Regions from separate parts of the Gossypium hirsutum genome. Here region 2 is linked to region 1. Evidence: chromatin contacts called from public Hi-C data. All regions are on one chromosome and are shown on one strand. Each heading gives the region's core, a stretch centred on a gene start, on an enhancer-like site or on the middle of the called end of the contact. The rest is flanking DNA. Distances are from core to core; before and after follow the strand shown.

Region 1 (3,875 bases), core at 1,367-3,866:
CATTGTTGTTTTGTTGTCATTTCGATATTATATTGCTACTATTTTGTTGTTATTGTTTGGATATTGTTAATTCTACTACTATTTTAGAGGCATTTGCTTGTTAAGTTGCAATTATCCTAATGTTATTTAAGTATAATTTTTTTAATGTATTTTCAATTTGTTGAAAAACATTTATTTTAATATTTTTAGTGTATTTGATGTATTATATTTTTAAAATTTATTTTATATAAAAATAATTTAAAAAGTTTAGTATGGGTCGACTGGGTCAGACTCGGGTTTAGCAATTTTAAGGCATTCCTTGCTCACAACGCACACACCAATCAAAAGCTCTCTGTCCCCTTTTTTCTACAATTCAGTTTGTTTTTCATGAAACTGCTTTTAGCGTCACGAATATGTGAACCAAAATCTAAATAGTTTTCTTCTCTGGTCTTCAACACTAATCATAAGATTGACTTAAATGTAATGTATGTTCTTCTACTCATTGATAGGTATTGATCCATTATACTGATCGTCAAATCATCGCTAGGAGCTCGTTATCCAAACTTTAAAGAAAAAAGAAACTTAATAGCTTAGTGACTTAAATAAAACTATTGAGTAGCTCAATGACTTAAATGAAAACTTTCGAATAGTTTAATGACCATGTTGTAACTTTTTTAAAGTTTAGTAACCAAACATAAACTTACTAATAATTTAGTTAAGTTTAAAAAAGGGCAACCTACAACATTGGTCACTCAACTATATGTAAGTTTTTGTTTTGATCACTAAACTATGAAAAGTTACAATTTAGTCACTAGAGTTTTCAAGATTGTTTTTTTAGTCACTCATCTGTTAATTCTTAACGGAATGGTGCGTGGCACTAACTAAGATAAATTTAATCCACCTAATTATGCCTTGTGGATTTTATAATTTCCACATAATTTCCTTGCTAAATGAAACAGTGTATTTTGCACAAATAAAAATCATCTCTTCAACTTCTTTCTCTTTTACCCTTTACTTACTTTCTTCAAAGTTGATCAGAAAGTTAAACTAAACCCAGAATTTGACACTCACAAATTTTAGGCCACCGTAACCCCACCGCAAGTCGATCCAAAGCTTCGAGCCCTAGTAATTTTCACCTAAACTCTTCAAATCCACCCTATGTATTTTTCACAACTAAACCGAATCATAACTCTTAAACCATTTGACTAGACCTTCAAAAGTTTCATTGCTAAGCTAACTTGGAGATATCATTTACTATAGTATTGAATGTAGTAAGTAATCTTCACCTCAAGTTATTTGCTTTTGACTCAAAGAGAGGAGTTTCGTTTAACTCCTTTAATGCTCATAAATAGAAAAATTTGTAAAGAAGTTGTCGAAGAAAAAAAATGCATTTATAGTGAAGAAAAAAAAACAAAAAAAAAACACCAAATCATATTTTAGACTAATATTATAAAGTTCCATTTTTTTTTTGTCTTAGACTTTCTTGTTCTTCTATCAATATTTCATTGTTCTCTGCAGGATTTTTTTGAATTTAGAAACAAGCACACGCACTCTTACAATAATTATCATTATATCACAACTTATGTTTTCCTTCTAGTCTTTTCGAGTACTTAGGCATAAAATAACTTTGAAACAGAGGTTGGATTTGAAGAGTTTAGGTGAAAATTACTACGGGTCAAAGTTTTGGAGCGACTTGTGGTGGGGGTACGATGGCTTGAAATTTGTGGATGTTAGATTCTGGGTTTAGTTTAACCTTTCAATTAACTTTGAAGAGAGTAGTAGAGGGTAAAGGAGAAAGAAGCTGAAGAGATGGTTCTTATTGGTGTAAAACACGCCATTTCACTTAACAAGAAAATTATGTGGAAATTAGAAAATGAAAACTTATATATATAGTTAGGTGACCAATGTAGTTTACCCTAAAAAGAAATAGAGAAGAACTGCTTATGGGCTCCGTCTAAAGCAAATCTTGGTTTTGGAAGAATTGTTGATTTGGGCTAATTGCGGTGAATTAGTATATTCATTATCCAAGACTTGGAGCAAAAACATCACTCTTCTTACATCTTTTCTCAAAATATCAAATCACGACCCCATAGCAAAGGAAACTGAAATCAGGATGTAAACAAATAAGAAGTATCACGTAATGATCTGCGAATCTGGTGAAAAATATAAATCATAGATTGATTAAAAAGTAAATTGATTTATTTTTCTTTGTTAAACATTTCATTCATTTCTACCATTAAAAGTTAGTGACTGATAAAATAACCAGAAAGTTACATGTGTACCTTATTCTAATGTACGAAGATTAATTTTTAACAATAAAAATAGATAAAATTTTTAATAGAATGAGTAATTTATTTTTTGATCTAATGTACAAAAATTAATTCATCTATTTTTTTTAAATAAATGAGACAAAATATAATTCAACTCTTAGTATAAATACCTTCATAATATTTTTATTGCATTTATATTTTATTTTTGAATACCCACCATGTAAAGGACGATTTTGAAGCCTATGCATCTTACTTGCTATGATTTGGTTTACCCAAAAACCTGGTTTGAGTATGAGAAAGAAGGTTGTAGACGGAGTCCCAAATAGAAAGAAGGCAACTTTGATAATTATTATCAGAACAGTCACTTCATTTTTGAAGTGCTTACACATTGGGCCTCCTGGTCATGGACCTGTCATTTCCTAGTTTGGGCCCTGCAATGCTTTATCATTTTTTTAGCTTAAACACAAAAATAGGACAAATTTGCCTGCCTTCAAAGAATCTGCCAGCAAATGATCCAACAAATATTATGGGGACACCTTGTATTTAAATATTCAATTTGATGAGGTTGAGGGAATTTCACCCTTCTCTTGTTTCTGGCATGACCCACATGTTGAGAGGTCTTATACAATTAAAGCCATTGACTTCTTGGGGAAAGTTCCTACATACTAATATTAAGCAAAGCAATCCCTTTTTGACGCATTTGGCTGGTTTAGCAGTTGACCTGGAATTGTCGCCCAAACGCCAATTAATAAACCTCGGATTTGAAGTCTGAATAGTCTCCGCGGTTGAATCAACTTATCAAATTTTACTACTCAACCCATTGCTTTTTTTTATCAATAATAACTACGGGTAATGAAACTTCAATTTTTTATGAATGCCCTACAAATTGATTGTTATTATCACACAACAATCAGAATTGGGGACATCTTCAAGTGTTATTTCTGTTTTTATATAATAGGTTAGTAGTTTGAGGTTGGGTGTCATGGGAGGCGAAGCGCACACTCAAATGCCACTGCAATAGCAACCAAAGGCCAGCGGCTCCTTGGACGTTGCTTTCTTCATCAAATTACCTACATTTTTCTTTTTCTTTTTTAAAATCTAATGTTTTATGTGTTTCTTGACTTTCATATTTGTTTTTCACAAAGTTATCATGTTATTTGCAAATAAAATCTTAAACATATTTAATAAAAAAAGAAAGAAAAGAAAATTACATTGGTAACTACTCTTTCATGTACTTACTAACCAAATTCATCAAACAAAATAAAAGTCCGCACCGACCGTTTCAAAATGACAAGTGTTTTGTTGGAACCCACATTCGATTTTCGCACCATCGTTTTACCATTTGAAAAAATAATTTAATAAATTTATTTAAGGTGTATTTAATAAATCATTAAAATTTTTTTAATCATTTTAACTTTTATTTAATATAAAATTTACAATAAAAAAATTTGAATAAGATAAAGGAGGTAATTAGTTATTTATCACTTAATGTAAAAAATTAACTCGATTTTATTTTATTAAAAATTGAAATAAATTATATATTTTTAAAAATAAAATATTCAAATTACCATATTTATCTTTCATCCAAAACTATTCAAAACAATATAAAACATTATATTAATAAAA
Region 2 (3,741 bases), core at 651-3,150, 160 kb before region 1:
AAACTACAAAATATATTTCTTACAATAACTTATGGTCACTAAAATAAATACTTTGAAACAACAGATTTCTAATTTCTTAACTTTTATGCTAAATGTTTGGAAATATATGCCATTTTTTTTTTGAAAAAAGTACATAAAATGATTACTTAATTTGAATATTTAAATTTTTATATTAAAAACTATAATTATTTAATATATATATGCATTAAAATATTTAATAATTTTTTATTTAGTCCAACTAAAATTATTAAAAATAATTTAATTTATGATAATATGGAAGTAGATGTGTTCATGGGTCGAGCTAGATCCAACCAAAATTTTAGGCCAGTTTGTTAGGCTTGGGCCCAGCCCAAAAAATAAGCCTAAAATTTTTTCCAAACTCAGCCCAGATAAAAATATTAAAGCTCGGGCCTAGGTTGGCTCACCGATATTAATTTTTTTATATAATTTTTAAATATATATAATACATAAAAAATACTAAAAAATTAAAATAAATGTTGCCGAACAAATTGAAAATGAATTAAAATATATATATTTAAATAATACTGAGATACGTGCAACTTAACAAGCAAATACCTCTAAAGTAGTAACAAAATTAACAATAAACCAAGAGTTATACAATATCCAAATAATAACAATAAAATAGTAGCAAAATAGTGAAAAAAAAAGAAAAAATAATAAAAAAGCAAGAAAACAACAAAAAAATAGCAATTTTTTTTGTTGCATATTCAGGCCGGCTTGGGAAAAAAAGGCTTACCCAAGGCCCGATCCATTTTCTAAATGGGACTTATTTTTTTGCCCAAGATTATTTTTCAAGCTTATATTTTAATCAAATCCTCTCACTTTTCGAACGGGCCTTCAGGCTGAGTCGGGTGGCCCGACTTATGGATAAGTCTATTTAGAAGACAATCTAATAATATTGTCAAATGATAATATTAATTTAATTTAATTTTCATGTATATCCATATATATATAATTTGTAATAAATAATAAAAGTAATATAAAAAATTACCTAGGGATGAAATTTATTAAAACATTTAAAAAATAAAAATTAATTATTATTTCTATATATCTATATTATTATTATTTAAGTCTTTAATTAAGTTCGTGTCATGAGTCAATCGATTACAAATTTAATAAGAAAAATTATGAAGAATATGAGTTATGTATTTAAAATAAGATATATTATTTGAGATATTTTAATCTTTTTATTAATATCGTACATATTTCATATGTTATTATGGGTAATTAAAGTTGAATCAAGTTGTGGTCTGTTATTTTGAAGATCGACAAATGAAATTACTAAGTTTGGTGAAGTCTAAATGATGACACTTAATAAGGGATGATGGGGGTAGGGTAAGAAATGGGTTAATATGATTAGTTGAATTTGGATGTGTCAATGAGCAGATTATCATATTAAGTAAGGCGGCTGGCTGACTCCTTAGTCATTGCAATTTTCATGTCTTTTTGCTTCTGCAAAGAGCCAAACCATTAAATCATCACCAAATCAATAATGCCATTGATTTAGAGAGCTCATAGACAGCTAAAAGGCAATCAAATAAACTAAAGAAGGTGAGCTGGGTTTGTGCTAACCACGTTTAAGGATTTGTAGCCCAACTAATCCTGGCCCATCATCATTATATGGTAACTGAAAAAGAACCTGATTTTGTTATCGACTTTTACGGCATCATAACTATTCACGTCACATGGGAGCTTTGGGCTTTTGAGTTTCTGATAATATCATAACCATGGTTTTAAACATTTTGTATGATGAGGGACGATGGCATGCTGTTGCTTCACTAGTACTTTCAATTTCTTCTTTCTTTTGCTTGCTTCAGCCTTGGATGGGATAATGGATTGCACATGGCAATGTATGTATGGCATGCAATATGAGACTGTGGGGTACTCAACAGCTAAGCGTCTCAGTTTCAATTCCAACCAAAACTTTCCTTTAAAGCAAACATACCCCCACACACACACACCCCAAAAAAAAAAACAAAAAAAGTGAAAGAAACTAAAATGATGTTGTCCAAACACAATTAAAAAAGGAGAGGCCTACCTTCCATTCTATACCATTCCAAATAGTTCCTCAAACTTTCTTCTTCCACAGCCAAGAGTAATTTGTAGAAAGAAGCAAAAACAAGAGAATAAAGTGCAAATGATGAAGTTTAAAAAGTTATAACACAGGAAGGTCTTGAATGGTGGTGGGCTATGTTTTCCAACCAATGGAGTTGAATAACAAAAAACTGCCGAGTCTCATTGAGAGGGCATGGGCTTTGCACGACAGGTTGAACCATGAAATCGACGACAGTATCAGCTTCTGCAGGTATTGTTCAGACCATGGTCGCTATTGTGATATTGGGCAGACCCCATTTCTGGAAAGGAAGAGGTTGATTGCCATCAGAGATTCACTCAACCAAGTTGAGAACACGCTTTTGCATTTGCAGGTAATTTACTTTCTGTCTTCTCTTTTATTTCCCAACACTCTCAGCTCAACTCCTTTTAGATCCGAATAGTAAGATTGCTTGTCTTAATCTCAACATTGTTTCATGAGATCTAATATATTCAGATCAGATATTGGTTCTCAATATTTGATTCCTTTGATAAAAAAATGATTAATAAACAATTCAGATTACCTGTTTCAAAAGCTCTTCTTTTTGGACTCTTGTTTTTAATGGAATTATGAATTCTGTTACCTTTTGATTGATAATCTTAATTAGTGTCGAAACCTATCGAGTATAATTAGAATATTCCACCCGACTTTTAGAGGTTTTTGCCTTAATTTGATTCGCATTTGCAGTTTTTTATTATCTTAGCATTAGGCCTCCCTGGAAAATTTATGTTGATATATATCTACATGCAGAAATTGCAGTCTTGGCAGCTGAAAGATAGGCAATTGGCCCTTAGTCGATTGGAGCAAACCAGATCATGTCTCATAAAACAAGTGACACAATATGAAGGAAGACCCCTGGATGTTGTGAAAGAGTTAAGTGCTTGCTTTGGCAATGATCATGAGAATAAAACCTCAATTGACAGGGATGTGGAAGAAAGTGTTAAGAAAAATGAAGGTGAAAGCTCGAGGAGAAGGATATCTGGTTTCCTCATTTGCTGCATCAGAGTTTTATTCAGACCCTGGAAGTGGCAGAATGCTGTTGGAATTGCAGTCAATTTAATTCTGATATCAGCCAGCCTTTCGTCTACCATCAAGTTTTATCACTCCAAGCAACAACCTTATAGTAATTCACAAAGAAAAACCATTGTTTCAGCTACGTATTCAAAAGAAAAAGCAGCAGAAAAATTAGATACTTTGTTGACTATCTCAAAGATGCCTTTGGACGTGTTTTGTGGCAGGGGATGATTGTTACATCATTCATCATTAATATAAGATGAATTACAGCTCAATTTCTTCACTATTTTTTTTATAATGATATATAGTCCATTCAAGGACCATGTACATGTAAAAAAACATGATGAGCTTGGTACTGGAAATCATTTTTAGCTGTATTTATATTCGGACTCGAGTAGTTGAACTTCTGTTCCATACCAAACATGCTTTTTAACTAACAGGGTCCACATCGATTTTATTGGTTTCCTTTCGTCATTAGATTATTCCCTGTGTTAAATATTTGTTCTTTTTGTTGTGAATCAGGTTGGCACCCACACATGCCTTGTTATGACTTTTTTTTTTCCTCTTGTTTTTAGCTTTTTCAATGGAAGAATTCACAACTAATAATTCTCCAA

What was found. A called contact is a pair of places that touch in the nucleus more often than the background predicts.
Region 2: a contact with region 1 is called in a Hi-C map of leaf, with 2.3 times the contacts expected there. The contact joins the promoter of LOC107952936 here to the enhancer-like site in region 1. A contact is called at or near these places in 2 of 34 Hi-C or Micro-C datasets (both in leaf).

Annotation. Positions count from the first base shown.
Region 1 is chrA07:31,163,257-31,167,131 of Gossypium_hirsutum_v2.1, reverse strand. No RefSeq gene overlaps it. Among protein-coding and RNA genes, the nearest start is that of LOC107952940, 37 kb to the left of the region's middle. Within about 2 kb of position 2,616, at least 7 of the 9 cell types and tissues checked have an H3K27ac peak or open chromatin away from gene starts, as enhancers often do. A contact at or near this core is called in leaf, where this site is marked.
Region 2 is chrA07:31,321,676-31,325,416 of Gossypium_hirsutum_v2.1, reverse strand. LOC107952936 reads left to right here and starts at 1,900. Exons shown (of 2, transcript XM_016888143.2): 1 at 1,900-2,447; 2 at 2,864-3,504. The coding sequence starts at 2,199. The coding sequence ends at 3,358.